2 separate regions of the Rattus norvegicus genome follow, and region 1 is linked to region 2. A link is a contact called in public Hi-C data. All regions are on one chromosome and are shown on one strand. Each heading gives the region's core, a stretch centred on a gene start, on an enhancer-like site or on the middle of the called end of the contact. The rest is flanking DNA. Distances are from core to core; before and after follow the strand shown.

Region 1 (5,633 bases), core at 2,438-4,937, 140 kb before region 2:
TTTCCGTCTTCCTCCTATTGGGTAAAACTCGGTGTGACTTGAGGATGCTGGCTCTGAGCATGCTTCACTTCCTCGGATAATGAACTGCAGCCTAATCACTACCTAAACTAACAGGAAGCCTAATGTAAGTGCGCGCTTTGTAAGAAGTGACTTGAGTCTCAGCCAGTCGCAGATGTTGAGCTCCAGTCACTCACAGGCCTAAAGTATGTTCAAATCAGACAAACTGAGATCTGAAGCCACTTGCTTTATCTCAGCACTTCATTTCTGTGTTTCATTTCCACTTTCTTTCCACGGCTACAGTCTGACTGATGAACCGTAGTTCTCTGAGCCTGTTCCGGTTCGTAAAGACCACCTGGTTCTAGCATGCTCAATAAAAACCACTTAAGATCTTCACTGTAACTTTGTCTTCAACCATTACCTGTCTCACATCTTGGGGGGGAGGGGGCGGGGGGGGGAAGAGATGGTTTAATTTTAAGTCATGCATAAAGTTTTAATTATTGAGTATAGTTGGGTCATCTTAATTTTGAATTGGAGTATTTTAACAGTTGCAATGGTGGTTGGACTTTTTTATTTCCCACATGATCAGAAGAATCGTGGGGTTTTTAATTTTCATCCAAACTTAGTGAGGAAAGTTCTTCATTAATTAGCCTTTGTAAAAGATGCAAGAGGTGACTGTGGATAGCTTGGTGCTCTCATCTCATCAATTCTCTTTGGTAACATGCTGGCTAAACTCCATTATTCCCAGAGTGTTAGCTGGTGCAGTACTGGGGAGAAAAAACAAAGAAAACCTGGTGAAAACCTTTCTGTCGCACCCTAGCTGGATGACCCTGTGGAACATATATAACCATATAAAACCCCTACAAGCCCTGATGTCACGATCTGTAAAAATATGGCAGATTAGTTTATGTGTCCTTTTCTTTCACGCATTTTGGTGGGAATTTAAGTGGGACAGCACACTTGAAAATTTTTCCCAGCATCCACTAGGCACTCAATATCCATTAAATGCTTCATGATTGATGTGTCTTCATCAGGCAGAGCTTTGAAAACTTCCAATAACTTTCTTATGAATGGACTAAGTCACCCCAAACCCACAAGCAGATAAGACTAGCTGTAGTAAATAAATAAATAAATAATACCACTCTGGGAGAATGTTCTCCAAGATCCCCTAAGAGACCATTCTTTCCCTGACAAGACCAGGATAATCTGCTCTACCTATGAGTTCTTAATGTGTTAGCTTCCCTTACAAAAGTAATTAAGGATTTCGCATTAGTGAAAGATTTTTTTTTCTTTCCACCATTTTTTTCATGGCCCTCTTCAACATTATGTGTTGAGTTACTGACCAGTAGTTACCTGGAAACTGAAGGGAACCTAAAGGAGATTGTAAATTACTGAGACTTTTTTTTACAGAGAAGGACAATGCAGATGAAAAACTGATGGAGGAAAACTCTCCATTTGTCTCACAGAAAGTTAGGAAGGTAGAAGAGAGTGTGAGAAACTAAAGGAAGCCAACTCATGGATGACATCATCATCGACTCAGGGATGGGAGCTGCCTCGCCTCTACCTGAAAATGCTTCTAGTGGTGACGGTGTGAGGCGATGGTTTGGTCTATTGTCCGGAAGACCAAAGACAGAAGCCCTCGTGAAAGAAACTGGATTGTGAATGCTTCAGATCCCACAGGGATTGTTCCCCGGCCTCCCATAGTGTTTCCTATTTAGATTTTAAGCCTCCTGAACTTGTGATACTGATTTCAACCGTTCCTGACACAGCACTGTGGTCCTCTGTTTTTTCTCTCCTTTGAGAGATTTAATCTTTAAAAAGAAATGAACAAACCACCCTTTACCACACAGAAGTGTATGTGCCACAACCAGCTTGGTATTCATGTACCAATAAGAAGAGTGGTACACACAATGTGTAACAGAGGGGATAGAGAGCTGGAAATAAGTCATAGGAAGCCAGGAGGAGTACTTGAGTCTGTTCAGTTACCTCAAAATGATTTCTAAGCAATTTGCCCAATGAGCACATGGCTTTCCTCATGACATTCCTGTCCTGGTTAGCCTTAACTGTCAACTTGATGCAGCCTAGAGCCATCGGAGAGGAGAGCCTTGATTGAGGAATTCACTAGATTAGATTGGTCTGTGGGGAATTTTTTAAATTATTAATCAATGCAGTAGAGCTATATCCCCAGGCAGGTGGCCCTGGGCCATAGAAGAAAGTTAGCTAAGTGCAAGCCCAGGGGAGGAGAGCAAGCCAATGTGCCAAGAAGTGACATTCCGCCATGGGTTCTACTTCAAGCTCCTGTCAGAGTTGCTGCCCTGACTTCCCTCAATGAAGGATTGTGACCTGGAAGTGAAAGGGGAAGAAACCCTTTCCTTCCCTGGCTGTTTTTGTTCAGCAACAAAATCCCAGCAAGAGAGTGAAACTCCACAACTGCGTTGCAGTGTGACAATCACATGGCTTGGTAAGCCAGAAGCCAGTCGGATCCTTCTGGTTCTACAAGTCCGCTTCAGTCCAGCTGCTTACAGCTCCTCTGTCTCCTGGTGGATTAGGAACCCAGAAACCTGCTTGGTAGGAGAATGCTCCCTTAGCAGTCTGCTTTGCAGACAAGCTTAAGTGACACACATTTGCTCTCTTCCAAGGGCCTGTGCTGGGCAGGCCACTGAGTTTCACAGGTGAAGTCGGTCAGTTTTGATGGGAATGCTGCAGGAAAATTTAAATTATAAAATGAAATAGTGAGACAAAAAAAGTCCCTCAGTAGGTCTTTGAATAGGAAAAGGGCGGCTTGGCAGTACCACAGACTCTTGACAGTGTCTCTTTTTGCTTTTCCAGACTCCTCTGCTCCCTTGTCACAGAGAAGACCCTCAAAGGGCTGGCATGCCCTTTTCTAAGAGGCTCTAACCTCTGACTGGAGTTCCTGAAATAATTGTCCACTATGAAGCTCTGTTGATCAAGTATCAAATATTCGCCAGCCCGTGAACATATCATGGAATATCACTGCCCTCTGAGAGACAAGACAACGTCTCTGATTTGGGGGAAATTGCAGGTATATATGTGTTCCACTTAGAGTTTAATGCTGACTTTAGGATTTATAGATTTAGAGAATGCTGTAATTATCCAGCATCATTATTAATTACACTGCTAAAGAAACATTTTTAAGAAATTTAAAGACACTTTCACCTTCTGATTTGGTGGAATCAGATTGGCAGTTATGAAGAGGGATATTTGCACATACTTGCTCATTTAAAAGAACTTGTCAGCCAGGCAGTGATAACGCACGCCTTTAATCCCTGTACTCAGAAGGCAGAGGCAGGTGGATCTCTATGAAGTCACGGCCAGCCTCGTCTTCAGAGTGAGTTCCAGGACAGCCAGAGATACACAGAGAAACCCTGTCTCAACAACAACCACAACAACATCAAAGTATCTTTTTTCCCCAAAAATGAGTTTCTTTTCACACTAATAAGGTTCCTTCACATCCATCAGTATTTTGGCCAACGTGTGCGTTTGTTCAGCAAGCTCTGTAGGAGCGTAGGCGATGCCTGAGGAGTGATACAATTTAATGGCCAAGCAATCTGTGACACTGTAATCTTATAACACATTTCGTACTGCACTTTCTTACCTAGTGCATGGCTCTTCTCAGAAGGATATTTTTGCTGCTGTCCTTGGGAACAAGAATAGATTAGAATCTTCAGTTATGTAACCACAGTCCTTTACCGAATAGTGGCTCTCACACGTGAACTGTCTCTCTGATGTGCACCATATAGCTAGCTAGCCAAGGCCAGTCTTACCCAAGGATTTTCCCTAGAGTGATCCATGGCCAATCTGCTTGAGAATAACTTGGAGCCTTTTATAAGACCCAGCCAGCATCTTCGGAATCCCAGGTTCACTGCCACAGAATCCTCACCAGTTTCCCTTTGCTGGAACAGCTGTTTTTGAGTTTGGCATCGGGATCTCTTAGGGCTTTTTACAACAGGACAATATCTCAGGCTCTTTCCAGTGCTTTCCTGAAACTCCCCAAGTGACCCCAGACCACCCCAAAGGTTAAGTTCCTACCCAGGGCTCTTTAGACTAAAGGAGAAGACAATGGTTATTCAATGTTCATTTCTTCTGTTTCCCTGGAGGTAACTTAAAAAGGATTGGCTCCCGGATATGTTAGTGTGCAAATACTGTGTTAGTGTGAAATATTTCCCTTCTTATCTTTGGTAGGAAGAGACCTATCATCTAAAAGTGTGTGCTGTCCCCAACCCCCAACCTGGAAGGCTTTTATCCCCATGGACCACTCAATCTCAACTCTTCCTAAAATCCTGCAAATGATTCTGGATGTGAACGCCCAAATAGCAGCTTGTTCAGAAGTATACTCCAGGCTTTTAGGTCTCTGGACAAGAGCTCCCTTAAGCATGGTTCCCTGAGCATGTAAGTCAGTCATTACACTACACAGTCATACTGTCAGCAAAACCAGTCTCAATTTCGTGCCTCAGGTTTCTTTGATTCTCTTTCAATCTCTCCTGTCTGTCTGTCTGTCTGTCTGTCTGTCTGTCTGTCTCTGTTTCTCTGTCTCTGTATGTCTCTCCCTCCCTTAATCCCTCCCTCCCTCTCTTCCTCCTCCCCCCCTCCCTTCCTCCTCCCCCCTCTCTCTGTGTGTGCGTATGTGTGCATCTTTCAACTTTTTTGCCCTAAAAACCGTCAAGAAAATAAATGTGTGGACTCCACTCCCTCCTTGGCATTTCTGGACTTTCCTTCTTCTCTGCTGTTGTGTGGATGTAGTTCTGTCCGTCAAGAGCCTTTTTGCTTATCCCCCCCCCCCGACAAAGTGCTGCTCATTTTGCCCACCTACCATTTCACTGTGCAACTTTCCCAGACAGGCTTTTCTAACTGAGCTTGTAGGTTGCACACAGCTCACCTTGAGCCTTTCTAACTGGACTCTTCCCCAGTTGCTTTGCAGTTAGTCATCTGCACAGCCGTGGTCTCTGTCTCTGCTGGATCAGCTCAACCAATGCTTCACGGGGGGTGGGGGTGGGGCAGCCGTGTGCAGCAGGGCTTTTAGACAAGAAGGGCGAGAATGAATTGATCCCTCTGCCATTCCTGTCCTCTAGGAGCTCGCTACGGTAGGAAATTAGATGGACATAAGTGTCCTCAGATGGCTAATGGTAAATACAGATCTGTGATGCTAAGGGGAAATTTAGGTACCGAGGGTATTACAGAAGACCATGCAGAGCTGGAACTTAAAACGCAAGAGGATTTTAAATGTCAGTAGGCGAAGAGTCACTAGCAGCATATTTAAGCCTAAGGAACAGCGTGTCGAAAGGCTCTTAGATACTAGAACCCCGTGAGGGTAGACCAACAGCTAACCTTCATTAAAATACTCTCAGAAAAACATCACTATCTGCCTGTAGTTGGAGCTGTAAGTCAGCCTGGGTATTGGTGTCCTGTGCAAGGGTTATTTGTTGAGATGATGTGGGCTGTGTAGAATGCTTTTATAGTTTGGGCTACCTCCAAAAGGTTACGTATACTCCTGTGGTGTATGTGCATCCCAACATACAAATTTCCAGGTTCCGAGAGATAGTTCTTAATTTTTAAATGTTGGAGACTTGTATTTGGACTTGGGCTCTGTTACTTATGAGTTATGGCTGCGTAAGTTA
Region 2 (4,943 bases), core at 1,524-4,023:
TATTTGTTCTTGGTTTGCATCTTGCTCTTGCTATATGTTTTCAAAAATCCTTCTGCTCTTGGTCCCATGTTTTGCCATTAATCTGGACAAAGGCGGTCAGCATCACCATGCCACATCCTGGACAACAACATAGCTTGAAATCTTCATAATCTTAATAGTTCATAATCTTTTAATTTGGCTTCCTGCAAAATAGCAAGACTTGAAGTGATGTAAATAAAATTTGCTACCAGTTTAATAAAATGGCCTCTAGTCCAAGTCCCAATGTCCCTCATTTCATTTCAAACCTGACCAGACATAATCACAACAGTTTCATTTCTTGGCACCATTTTCTTGTGTCAGTCAGATTCTTTTCACTGTGACAGATACCAAAGAGAAAAAGTTTAAAGTGGGAATGACTTATCTTGCTGTGTGGCTTCAGTTCTTAGCTGAGTCTATTCTTTCTGGACTTATAGTGAGGTGAACATCATAGCAGAAGGGTGTGGCAGAGCAGGCTGAAGTAGATGGTACAAGAATAGGGAGGGGAAAGGCTGCTAACCTTATGACAGCCAAGGGATAAGGAGAGACAAGCTATGATTTTCAAAAGCACGCTCTCAGATACGTACCCTTCCAAAGAGCTCCCTATTTTTAATAGTGCATCCTGACTGAATAGGCGTGAGTGTTTATAACCCCACTTCCTCTTAACAGTGCCGTCAGCTGGAGATCAAGCCTTCAACACGTGAGACTTTTGGGTGAACATCTCTTGAACAAATCATAAAAACTGATCATTTCTAGGTGTGTCTGTTTCTTTAACTGTCTTGTGTATTTAAATGTTCTGCACCGACACCATAGGAATGGCTGATCAAAAAGCTTTCCTTTGGAAAGATTTCAAATGGGCACTACCTGCTCTAGAAGGGTTTGAAGGATCCTTTTGCTAGACTCATTCACTTTCCAATGAAGAAAAACAACCTAAAAGAGAGCTGCTCTCAGATTTACAGCTATCATGGCGACAGCGAGCTGAAGACCTTCTACTATAGCCTTTTTATGTGTGCTGCCATTGGATGTGGCTGGTGTAATAAAGGCCACAGAGAGGTAAGGAAGTGGGTACCTTTACATCAGCATTATCTGGAGCATCCTGCACAGGCTCACTCTTGGAGTTCTTGCTTTTCATTTGGCAGTACTCTTTTGGGAGATTGTAAAACCTTTGGGACATGGAACCTTGTTGGTGCATGTAGACACCTAGGGAAGGGCCTATAAGGTTTTGTTGGTCTCCAGTTATGGTCTGCATCCCTGTTCCTTATTAGCTGCCATGTCAAGTAGCAGCCACAGTTCCTGCTGACATGCACAAGGGCTGCTTGGTCATTCCTTCCCAACCATATCCCTCTGAAACCGTGAACCCAAGTCAACTCTTGTTGAGTTACTACTATTGATACAGCAATGATAAGCAAAGTGACTAATACATTAGAGCCAGGTATGGGTTTATACATGCACAGCTAGAAAGGCACGTGACTCATTTCAGTCAACCAGGAAAGGATTCCTTGCAAAGGGGCCATCTCAACTGGATGTGAAGGATGCAGAGCCAACAAGACTATTTTCCAGGCATCAGTACAATGAAAAAGAAACTGATTTCGTAGAGATTCATTTCAATGTGTCCTGACTGTAGGAGGGAGAGGGTTGTGGGTAGATAGAGTCAGCAGAAAGTCAGTGTGGTGATGTTGTTCCCACCAAAATGAACCTTTCTTCTTAGGGTGTTTAGGTTTTATTTGGGGAGCAAGAGGAAGGTACTATGGGGCTGAGAAAGAGGATGGGTTGCCAGGAATGATTATTATGGCTGCAAACTGGAGAATAATTTCAGAGAGCAGCATGTCTGGAGACTGGGAGAAGACGTTAGTGGTTGTGATGTTAAAATTGAATTGATGGTGGCTCAGACTGGGATTAATGAGAATAGAATCCAAGAACTCTTTAGGACAAGAAGATAATAGAATTTAAGGGTGATTCATTCAGCAGTAGTAGATACAGTCTCCTGCAACATGTGCTCTAACAGTGATCAGAAATGACCAAGAGCAGACAGACGGGATGTGCCCACCAAGTCTTAGCTGTTGGGACACCTTGAGCCTGTTAATGAAATGCAGTGGCGACAGTAGTGGGTAGAAGTGGATTTAGCTCCACATCATCTGGTCCTGAGGGGAGGCGTGCTCGGCATAGGGGCTGGAAGGCAGGAAAAGAAGCAGTTCCTAGGGGTTATAAACATGCCAAACTCTTACCCATCCCAGATGGTGATGGGGGTGGGGAGGGACGCCTATGAGATTTTATAAGAGAGTGAAGGTAAGTCACTAATTTACCAAAAACATCCTTTGATAGCAAATCCACCTGAACAAACCAAACCAAACAATAGGTCCATCCTCTTCATTGGTGTAAATTATTTACAAATGCACACTAATGCCTTATACAGTTCTGGAATGTGTCTCTTCAGAGAGAGTTAATAATGTGTTCCATTTTATAGATTACACTCCATGAAATTGTGAACTGTCTGTCGGCAGGCAAGCATGATGTGTATACTCCAGTGTTGTAATGCAGATCTCGTATACATAATAACAAGCTCTGGGGGTCACTTAATTGACACTGGGGTTTAAGAGCTAAAGTCTAACACAGAGAGCTGAACAGCTTTGCATTTGCCTCGGTCTTCTTCCCGTTCTGTCCTGGATCATCACTCCTCCCACTGGTCCTTTTATATACCCAAGCCAGTCTGACTCATCAGCCCCTCTTTCCTCCCTGCCTCCTACGGAAGCTGCTAAAATTAGGTTCTGTTGAATTATGACAAGATTTCTCTAGAGTCACAAGCTCCAGGCTTGGTTCCATTGAGCACAGCTCAGAGCTAAGTCTTCATTCTGGAAGGGCTTTTGAACTTCCGTTTTGTGCATTGAGGAAGCCTCTTGTGGTTCATTCTGTGATTAAAAACCATTTTTTTTAGAGATGCATTTACTTTTATTTTATGCATATGGATGCTTTGCTTCCAGGCATGTTTATGCACCACATGTATGCCTTGTGTCCACAGAGGCCAGAAGGCAGCTCCAGACTTCCTGGAACTGGAGTTACAGATGGCTGTGACTCACCATGTGGGTGCTGGGAACTGAACCTGGGTCTCCAGGAAGAGCAGCCACTGCTCTTAACCCCTGAGCCATCTCTCCAGCTTGGCTCTGTGATCTTGTGGAGGAAGGCTTTCTAGGACAAAGGCCTCACTGTTCTATTCCAGGTGAACTACAGATCCTTTCCAGGCAGTGTAAGCAGCTTCCTGGAGCTGGTTCCCATCCGAGTTATGCTTCCTTGTGTATTGACACTCTTAATTAAGAGCCTCTTTCTCTCTCTCTCTTTCCCTCTCCCTCTCTTCCTCTCTCTCTCCCTCCCTCTCCCCTCCCTCTGTCTCTCTCTCCCCCCTCCTTTCATCCCTCTCTCTGTGGTATTCATGTGTTAATGTCCGTGTGTGTGCACATGTGTGGTCAGAGGTTGGATTGGTGTCTGTGTCTTTCTCAAATCTTCTCCACATTATTATTATCACATTGTTGTCATTGTTGTTGTTATTTAGTCACCCACTTGGCCAAAAGAACCCTGGTTTGGCTTGATTTACTGGCCAGCAAATCCCAAGGATCCTCTTGTCTCTGCCTCTTTCACACTACTATTATAGCTCCACACTCTACCTGCCTTTTCTACTTGGGTGCTAGTGTGCCAGTTATGTTGCTTCCACAGCCCTGTCTCCTAGATTATCCTTTAATATCTCCTAGATATCTCCTTTAACATCTATCTATCTATCTATCTATCTATCTATCTATCTATCTATCTACCTACCTACCTACCTATCATCTATCTATCTATCTATCTATCTATCTATCTATCTATCTATCTATCTATCCCTCCCCTCCCTCTCTCTCCTCCCCTGTGTGTATGAGATGCCAGAGCACGTGCATCGAGGAGGTCAGAGGACAGTTTTCAGCAGTTTTCTCTTTCTGCCACATGGCTTCCTTGCGCCTAGCAGCAAATGTCTCCATCCACTGAGTCACTTCACTGCCCCACCCTCCTTGATTCTTAATACTCAACTCTTCCAATCTGAAGGATGTTTTCCAAGTAGCTTCAATGACCTTGACTGTGTTTCTTTTTCTTCAGAAAATGACTCCACAAACAGAACTTGTGTTATCCTTTTTTTCAAAGTACTTATATTTAAGATATTTCATGGAGAAATTAATCTGTGAATGAACCGAGTCTGTACAGGTATTTTCTTAAATTACTGATTGTAACACCATCATTAACCCAGGTCCCTGGACAGGCATAACTCAGAGGGTAGCTTCCAACAGATGAGCCTTACACAGGCTGAATTAAGTCGGCAGCTAGTGACTTGCTTCTGAGCTCTTGAAATCACTTGACTAGCCTGCTGCTAGAAGCCTAATAATTTGAGCTGCTTCTGATAAATGCATAAGCAAAAATTATATTAAATACACACAACTCATTATCACCACAAAACTCAAATATGTGTTTGTAAGGGTTCTGTTCCCAGTTTGCCAATGGAGAAAGTAAGGAACAATACTGAGTTGGTCAGAGTACCAGGTAAGGAGTGGATCTGGAAGAAGTCAACCATCTTTTTATCAAAAAACATTTTTAGCTTATGTATATGAGTTTTTTGTTTAAATGTATTTGTGTATACCACATACACAGAGGCCTGAAGAGGGTGTCAGATTCCTTGGGACTGCAGTTTGGATGGTTGTTAGTTACTAAGTGGGGCTTGGAAATCAACGCAGCTCCCCCGGAAGAGCAGACAGGGCTCTTAACTGCTGAGCCATCTCTCCAGCCCTAAGTCAAGCATCTTAATTCATGACTTAGTAATGTCCTTCCCAAACACTCTTCATTTAAAGTTTCTTCAAAAGAAAAATGTTTACTGAAGATCTAGTATCTGCGAGACATTATGACATCTATTAAGG

The links. Hi-C and Micro-C count contacts between places; a contact is called where the count stands out from the background.
Region 1: a contact with region 2 is called in a Hi-C map of frontal cortex, with 1.8 times the contacts expected there. The contact joins two enhancer-like sites. A contact is called at or near these places in 2 of 12 Hi-C or Micro-C datasets (frontal cortex and mammary epithelial cells).

The regions. Positions count from the first base shown.
Region 1 is chr3:124,359,640-124,365,272 of GRCr8, reverse strand. No RefSeq gene overlaps it. Among named protein-coding and RNA genes, the nearest start is that of Spred1, 75 kb to the left of the region's middle. Within about 2 kb of position 3,687, at least 7 of the 93 cell types and tissues checked have an H3K27ac peak or open chromatin away from gene starts, as enhancers often do.
Region 2 is chr3:124,216,176-124,221,118 of GRCr8, reverse strand. All of the region lies in intron 2 of LOC134486426 (a long non-coding RNA gene), which reads left to right. Among named protein-coding and RNA genes, the nearest start is that of Tmco5a, 32 kb to the right of the region's middle. Within about 2 kb of position 2,773, at least 28 of the 93 cell types and tissues checked have an H3K27ac peak or open chromatin away from gene starts, as enhancers often do.